Linked DNA regions of Cyprinus carpio: all the other regions are linked to region 3. Evidence: chromatin contacts called from public Hi-C data. All regions are on one chromosome and are shown on one strand. Each heading gives the region's core, a stretch centred on a gene start, on an enhancer-like site or on the middle of the called end of the contact. The rest is flanking DNA. Distances are from core to core; before and after follow the strand shown. Region 1 overlaps tsc22d3 (TSC22 domain family protein 3). Region 2 overlaps tsc22d3 (TSC22 domain family protein 3). Region 3 has its middle 78 kb from the start of tsc22d3.

Region 1 (2,924 bases), core at 383-2,882, 58 kb after region 3:
CTCTTAATTAATAATGCATTGTTTTGTACAGAGAGCCATCAGAGTGCGTTACTCTTGCACAGCTGCTCACAGGTCATACTAATCAATAATTCTCGCTGGGCCATGACCTCCCACAGAAAGTGGGTCTTGTGTGCCCCAGAAGGCTTATGCAACCATTCTGCAGCCAGGTCATGAAGTCATTGTCAATGCAGCAGTTCTTCTATAGCAGTGAAATCATTAAAAAAACAAAAAAAAAATATTAATATAAGTCTTCTGTATATGTTCCGTCAATGTTTTTCCAACATCAGTGGTTTTCCGTGTATTCAAAATAATTACTAGAATTAAAGTCAGCAATGACATCATCACTCTAAATGTACAGTCACCCTTTTCCTATCAATGGTTTTCCACGTATTCAAAATAATTACTAATATTGAAGTCAGCACTGGCGTCATCATTGTAATTGTACTGTTTATAATACAAACTTGTTTTAGGTTTTCGGTTTCATGTGATATTATTCTAAAGTTGCACCCACAGAAAAACAAATTTTGTGCATGTCTTTAAATTTTATATAATTAAATTATTATTATTTTTTTTATTTTTATTTTACTTTTCAACAAGGATGCAGTAAATTAAACAAAAGTGACAGTAAAGACATATGATGTTACAAAAGATTTATATTTCAAGTAAATGCTCTTCCGCAATCTTAAAAAAAAAATGTATCACCCAAAAATATAAATCAGTACATCTGTTTTCAGCATTGATAATAATAAGAAATATTTCTTAAGCAAATCAGCATATTATAATTATTTTTGAAGGATCATGTTACTCTGAAGACTGGAGTAATGATGCTGAAAATGTAACTTTGCATCACATGAATAAATCACATTTTATATGTTATAATAGAAAATTTAATTTTAATAATATTTCACAATATTACTGTTTTACTGTATTTTTCCTTGAATAAAAACAACCTTGATGAGTATAAGTGACATTACAAACCCCAAACTTTTGAATGGTCATCTTCATCATCTTAATCATAATCTCACTAAACTAAGCATTATTTGTTAGTAAAGCTCTTGATGAGGCGAGAGCTGTAGAAAGTGTCTGATGGTGGTCTGACGTGAGCCACGGAGACAGAGACTTCCCTGCATGCAAAGTGGCAGCAATACAAGCGAAGCTCCAGTGTTCTGGCCTCAGAAGATAAGTGGACATGCCAGGAGGAGGGTGGAGCATAAGGCATCTGATGTCATTACATCCGCTATAACGTAGATCAGCTGGCATCAACACAATGTGCAGAGCCTGGCGAAGGGCCTCCTGTTAAATCCATTCATTAGTGCATCTCATCTCAACCGAAAACAAAACGTGCGTGTGTGGAGCAGTACTAATTTATTTTATCAGGTACGCTTCAGTGTCAGTTGGCTAGGAAAGTGCCTGTTTGTATTCTCTGCGACCAATGAGGCTTGAAAACAAAAGTAAATCAATTTCAAACATAATTGTGTTAATATGTGCAATAAAAGGGCACCATAAATCATTCTTTATTTACTTTCTTGCAGCGTATTATCTGCACTGAAAGAATTTTAACCTCTAAATCATATGATGTTGTCATCGGATGGTTTCCAAAGACAACACAGACAAAATGCCTTTGACACAATTGAACCATAAACCTTAAGGCAAACACCAATGTCTAAATAACTAAGGAACAGGAGCGAAGGTCAAGAAATAGTGTTATCTTGCACACGTTGTCATCACAGCACATTTGAAGATATACACAAATAGACAAGAGAAATCCACACAAAATCCTCTCCCTCTCAGTCTATATATGGCCGGATGAGATGCATGTGTTGGCTGGATAAAGCTGGCAGCCTGGCAGGGAAGATTTACTGCACCTGGGCCGCCTCAAACTCACTGCCCCAAACTCATTCCTCTGTCTTCATCATGAATGGATCCTAGCAAAGAAAGGAATTTTCCAGAAACAGGGTAACCTTGTTCACCTTGAGCCATAACCGCCGCCTACGCTACATCTGAGTACTGGTGTTTGTGCACTTACTTAGGGTTATGTGTGTGCATTCAAGCAATTACCTCTGCAGAATGAAAATGTGTTATCTTAAGGCTTTGTGCATTCTTAATCTTCTCCGCACAAAAGGATTAAATCGTTGAAAGGTATGAACTGAAAGATGATAAATGTGCAGGTAGCAGAGGCAGTGACGTAAAAGCTCTGATCAATGTCAACCAACCAGACAGAAATGCGTAGGTCAACTGAACGCTGCAGAGATGTTTTTATCTGATGTGCAGGATTTTTTACACGTAGGCAGCGTTTGAGCCAATTAGCTGTCAGCATATCTCCAAAACAATCTAGAAGCCTAGTCAGACTTGAGAAAGTTGTCCAAAAAATGGTGATATGCTGGCATGCAGCCACTTTTGCAGAAACACGCGATGTTCAGAGCAGTCAGGGGAGGTGGAGGCCATACGCCGCTATGCAAAAGCATGTAACAATGCTTCTGAACTTCAATGAGGTCGCCTATAGGCCTTAGATGATCTTCGGTGGGAATGAATAATGCAAAGTAGGTAATTTCACACATACACCCACCAATTAATGCTGAATGCATTTTACACGGTGCAATTTGCAATCTTGCACGTAGCAGACTAATGCAATCTGCTGTACTTTATAGCACTGTATAGCAATGAGATGCAGACAACTCAGTTGACTATAAAATTCAGATAGTGTGCTTGACTTAATTGGACTGCAGATAGTTATTGAATAACACAGATTTTTAGAGTGTGCAAAAGTCATTTGCTCCATAATGTGCCAATAGTGTGTGTTGAAAGACTGTATCTGCATGCAACAGTTTGACACTACTCTGCAAACTCCAAATACTGAGATTGAAATGGATAGGTGCTGTCAAGAATGTCTTTCGAGACTTTGTTTGCAGTTCTTAGTCACTGTA
Region 2 (2,892 bases), core at 43-2,542, 34 kb after region 3:
AGATCCATTTACAACCAAGAACATGAAAAAAAAGCAACCACTGTAGACTGTTGGCTTAAAATGGCTATATTTTTGTGACCGTTGCAGAATTCTATTCATCCATTGCCATCTTGTCTTGCCGAGTGCCAAACACGCTAAGCGGCTTAATCTGAATTTTAATGTACTCCAGTCCAGATTTGAAGTCAGATTAACCTTTTTCTGTAATTTTAGCCGAGTGCAGTTTGATGATTGTGCCTGAGCGAATTAACCCCAAACGTATTTCCACAACTACTCGGATCTATGGAAACAAACCTCTCCAGTGTTTGTTCTTGGACGGTGCATGAAAGCTAGGAAGAGCGTTGTGACAGGAATACAACTGGGTGCTTCAGCTCTGGCAGCAGCTCTTTGTAACAAATGTGTTTTACAGGGCAGGTTTTTTTGTCTGGCCTGTTTTCTTTGTGGGCTCTTTGCCCTGCAGCCATTTTCCTCAAAGGAAACCTTGCCATGTCCTTTCTGTTTCATTTCCGAGACTTATGTAAGGCTGTCACACCTTTGTTCTGCTTTGATAGTGGTTATTCTTTGTGACAATTTGTGTACATTACAAAGGCCAATGTCTCATTTAAGCTTTGAAAGGATTGTGAGCCACTAAACATACAATATGACAGCTATTTTCTGCTTCTGACACTGAAATCGAAGCTCTGAGGTGTAGGTGAAGTAACAGGGAGACAAAGTCAGCTAAATGTTCTGGGTTGCACTTTAAAAAAAGTCAATAAGTGTTTCCTCTCTCAAGGGGCAAGGAACAAAATCAACAAAATCTGCCCCTCTCGACAAATACTCCAACAATTGCCAATGGAAACAGTCCTTGGGATGGTGTTTAAAGAGTGATGCATTGAGGGACTTTTGTCCATGCGTTTCTGGGAATTTATTGATGCTATAAAGCTCATTTCGTTTGCTTAGTTTAGAAGTGGCTTGAACTTCACCACTTTTTCAAAACAGCGGGAGTTCTCCGCTCCATGATCCGTGTGATTGAGTTCCTTGGACACAAAGCGGATTTAGAGAGGGAGCGCGGGCGTCTCTCCAACTAGGACAGAATGTACCGCACGAGTCCGCTCACATGCATAAATGTGCACGCAGCTGTCATTTTGCAGTGCTGATGAATCAATGCAGCGTTTGAGTTTGTTATTGGCTTCGGTGTCAGCTGTTGATGGCCAGACGTAATGTTTTGCACCTTCTCTTGGACAAACTAGGCTTTCAGTGCTGGGTAGAGAGAGGGAGGGCTGATACTCTAATCCTGTGTGTTTACACCTCCTCTCTAATGTCATGTGCTCTCATGTGCACTGAGTGCCTCTGACTGAACTCTGACTGAGCTAGAATGCACAAAGCACCACCAATCAGGTTCATTTTAGTACACATTGAATTAGATTATCTGTAACTCAAAAGATGCTTTAAAATGTTTTCAGTAGAACCTCAATGAAATAAACATTTAAATGTCAGCTCTGTATTTTTTCCTCTATTAAAATTTTAAGGATCTTCTGATTCATTTATCTCAGTAACCCGCAACTTGTGTACATTGTCCATTTCTTCAGAAAATGTATTTAAAATTACAACAATTTAAAAATGACAAAAAATACAGCATATTTGAATGTATAAGTAGACACGCACACACACTAAAATAGAAATATAGATTACATGTAAATAAACTGACTATTAATATAATGAATAATAATTATTAAAATGGCTAATTGACATGGGAATAATGTGTGTGTGTGTGTGTGTGTGTGTGTGTGTGTGTGTGTGTGTGTGTGTGTGTGTGTGTGTGTGTGTGTGTGTGTGTAATAGATAATATTAATGAATTGAATATTATTTAAAACAAATAATCAAATAAAAATTTATACACATACAGTACATACACACACATTTAAATTATTATTATAATTTATTATAACTGATAATATCAATCTACCAAGAAAGCACACGTTAGAAGTACACCTTAAAAATAGCAACGTGTATTATTAAATATATATATGTGTGTGTGTGTGTGTGTGTATATATATATATATATATATATATATATATATATATATATATATATATATATATATATATATAATATGAAAACCCCTGCAATGTGTTTGCCATCTGCAGTCTAGCAAGAGCACTTGTGCATTACTTACACAGCTTTTTCTGAGTTGTGATTGGATCTAAGTCCTCTATCCACAGTTTGTCCAGTCTTATCAGCATTCCACCTCTTTCCTTCGGCCTAGCTGGTGATTTACACTTTGTGCTTACATTTGCACTCTTTTCTAACTTTTTAATCAGAACGAATTGTGCTCTCCAGTGTAAAAAGCTTTCTCTGCCTGTCTAGCATAGTGAAAGCTGAAATTTATCTTCTTCCTGAAGGAGGGTGTGAATCCTTGGTAGGCCTGAGCCTTTTTTTGTTTTCTAATTTTATCTGAATGCATTACTTCAGAATTGGCTGCCAAAATGCTGGTTTAAATTAGAAGTGTGCAGAATATTCAATGTGCCAGCACTGGAGCCCCTCCAACTAATGTAAAATTGGATGATGAGCAAAAAAAAAAAAACGAATGTGGTTAATAATTAGCCATTACTGCTGCATCAGGTCATTTTTTATTTGAGGGCAGAATAGATAAATCTTTGTGCGTATAAATAAAACTACCCCATTAAATCCAAAAGATCAGAACGTCTTAGCAGGCAAGAGTGCCAAACAGGGCAACCGCTTAGAGTTGTTATTAGAGTTGTTTGGGTTTCACAGGGTCAGAAGTTTCTATTTAATGATGAAGGCTGTGGATGGCATGGCATAATGCATGTGGGGTGGAGGTTTGTACTTGGATCAGAAGCCTGTGTGTACTAATTTCAAAGGGCAGATCCATTGTGTGTTGTCATTTTCATTTC
Region 3 (2,700 bases), core at 57-2,556:
AGGCCTCTAATGAATGTGTATATTAAAAAAAAGGAAAGAAACAAACAAACAAACCTAACCAACGGTCTCCTATTTACACATGTGAATACAAATCAAAATTTTAGGAGTTAATGTAATAATAATAATAAAAAATGATTATGAATGATTATAAATGATGTATCACATAACCTTAACTAAACCACTTTTTTTCTTTTCTATTCAACATTTTGCATAATTGGATTAGGCTAAAATTGTATAGAATGATAACAGATATTTATATTTTTTGCCAGATGCATTCTTTCTATTTTACTGTTCTGTGAGTGACAGATATAAAGCATTAAAGCGTGCAGTGCCACACAGATCCAGTAGGGGGAGGTAGAGGACTTTGTTTAATGATGTGTGACCTACTTTATTGTCTGGAACACAGTGTTCCCTCACATGAGGTCAGACAATAAAACTGACTTCACAGTCAACGGCCGAGACAAGTGTTCAATCACATTCTTGAAATTTCACTCTGGTTAATCCAAGGCGAGAGAGAGAGAAACAGTTGCTTGTTGAAACAGTGCCTGGTACATGACCTGGTGAAATTACACAAAACATTATGTACCACACCTTGTAGTCACATGGTTACAAGTGGTGTTGTGGTGAACGTTGGGTTTTGATAGATGACAGATGTAAACTGTGTTCTGTTGATGATCAGAGATGTTTATAGGCGTGTTTGGGTTGTTGGAGGCATGTGAACCGTCTGCTGTCTGTCGATGTGCATAACTCCATCTGTCTCGAGAACATTGTGGTTGGACAGAGGGATGTGGCTGCAAACACAATACAGTGATCATGTTTTCATATTATCTCTATCTGCATCAGTCAGTCCAGCGTATAGCACCCCAAACTGCAGATGAAAATCACCTGGGAACAAAACCTTGATCTGGTGATACGGTGACACGCGGGCCTCCTGTACAGTGTTGTCTCCATCAGGGATGCACAGATACCTTCAGATGTCTGTACACAAGAGGTCAGTCCGTACACAAGCCTATTTGCCAAGGAAGGAAAAGGGAAACCCATGTAGGACAGCTTATCAAATCTAAAATACTAGTTTGAACTGGTCGAGATTTGGATACTTTTCTTAGATGACTGCTGTCGAGTTCCCAACGTACTGATTATGTAACATACAAACAAAATGCACTTCAGAAGTTAAAGGTTAGAAAGTAGACTTCTATCAGGCGAGTGACATATAGTCTATATGTCAGTATGCAGCAGTTGTAGGCAGTAGTATTATGCTCGCCCACATCTGTGCTTGCCACTTCGCGTGCAGCTTTTCAAACCGAAACTACCAATGTTCTGAACATTTTGTCCCCCGCTTTGTGTCGATCAGGGAAGTAGCTCACCACCATCAAAATAACACTGCACGTCATCTGCTCAAGATTTTCATTGGCATTTTACAGACACCAAATGTGTCAGACAGCCCTAAAACACTGCCATTGCCAAGTGGCTAATGACATCTTTTATGCATTATTTTTTTCTAGTAATAAAAATTCCTTTGTGTTGTATTCACAGGGTTGTGAAAAATAAATGCATCAATTATCTCTTTCTCTCTGCATGACAGATCAATCTGAAAATGTTTTATATTTGAATATATTGTATTGTATCCTGCTGTTTTATTTTATTTGAAAATGTCGGTGGAAATCTTGGTGTCCAGTCAAGTCTGGGCTTGCCATTATGTATCATAACTGTAAATGTATGTTGTGGGCACACTGTATGTGTGACTGAATCATCTTCCTTGTGTATGTTATGAGGCACAGTCACATGATAGTTATCAGATCTCTAGTGTGAGATTTGCTGCTATGTATACTGTTCATGCATGCATTTGAGTCACAGTAAGGATGTGTTGTTGTCACTCTGTGTATGACTAAAACGTCATCTGCCTTGTATATTGTAAGTTAGGAGATACAGTCATATGACTGTTATGAGATTATAAGTGTGAGATTTGCTTTTATATATACTGTACATGCATGCATTTAAGTTCAAAGCACAGAAAAAAAATCTATTTTCATGCTGGATGTTAAAGTTAGTTTTCTAAATGCTTAAAACATGAACTTGCATGGTTTAGAATTTCCTGTGGAGGTTTCGTTTTACCTATAAGGCTTGTGTTTACAGGTGTTTATGACCGGTTGATTGTGAAATACAGCCATAAATGGAGAGCTCATGCACGCACCTGAGTACTGAATGCAGCCTGAAAAACACACTGAAGTCTGAAAGTGTCTGTTTGTGAGGTGTGTTCAGTCTGCACATCGAGTTCTGAAAAGAAATTACTTGCAGTCACGAGCCAAGATTTACAATTTCTGTTTAACAGTGATGGTCCACTAAAAAGAAAACAACAAAAATGGTATAAATACACATGTGCACAAATGTTTATTTGCTATCTTAATGGAATATACCATAAAGAAAGTTAACTAGAAGTGCTAATGTCATTGGTGCCGATTTAGCCTCATGGTTAGTGTGCCGATATATACAGTGCAATTGCGCTCGTGGTGACCCGAGTTCGATTCCCATCTCTAAGACCTCTAATAATCTAATCTTTTTTTTTCCTGGTCAGGATGCCATCAAATATCAAAATTTCCTAATCTAGTGTAATTTCCACATACACTACCATTTAAAAGTTTGATTTCAGTAACTTTTCTGAGAGAAAAAAATAATAATAAAAAGTTTAACTCTTTCCCCGCC

What was found. Hi-C and Micro-C count contacts between places; a contact is called where the count stands out from the background.
Region 1: a Hi-C map of liver shows a contact between it and region 3, with 6 times the contacts expected there. The contact joins two enhancer-like sites. A contact is called at or near these places in 3 of 8 Hi-C or Micro-C datasets (liver, red blood cells and skeletal muscle).
Region 2: a contact with region 3 is called in a Hi-C map of skeletal muscle, with 2.3 times the contacts expected there. The contact joins two enhancer-like sites. A contact is called at or near these places in 3 of 8 Hi-C or Micro-C datasets (all in skeletal muscle).

What each region holds. Positions count from the first base shown.
Region 1 is chrA14:24,342,174-24,345,097 of ASM1834038v1, reverse strand. The region is part of intron 1 of tsc22d3 (TSC22 domain family protein 3); the gene reads right to left. Among protein-coding and RNA genes, the nearest start is that of tsc22d3, 20 kb to the right of the region's middle. Within about 2 kb of position 1,632, at least 1 of the 8 cell types and tissues checked has an H3K27ac peak or open chromatin away from gene starts, as enhancers often do.
Region 2 is chrA14:24,365,536-24,368,427 of ASM1834038v1, reverse strand. The region is part of intron 1 of tsc22d3 (TSC22 domain family protein 3); the gene reads right to left. Among protein-coding and RNA genes, the nearest start is that of tsc22d3, 43 kb to the right of the region's middle. Within about 2 kb of position 1,292, at least 2 of the 8 cell types and tissues checked have an H3K27ac peak or open chromatin away from gene starts, as enhancers often do. A contact at or near this core is called in skeletal muscle, where this site is marked.
Region 3 is chrA14:24,399,912-24,402,611 of ASM1834038v1, reverse strand. No RefSeq gene overlaps it. Among protein-coding and RNA genes, the nearest start is that of tsc22d3, 78 kb to the right of the region's middle. Within about 2 kb of position 1,306, at least 3 of the 8 cell types and tissues checked have an H3K27ac peak or open chromatin away from gene starts, as enhancers often do. A contact at or near this core is called in skeletal muscle, where this site is marked.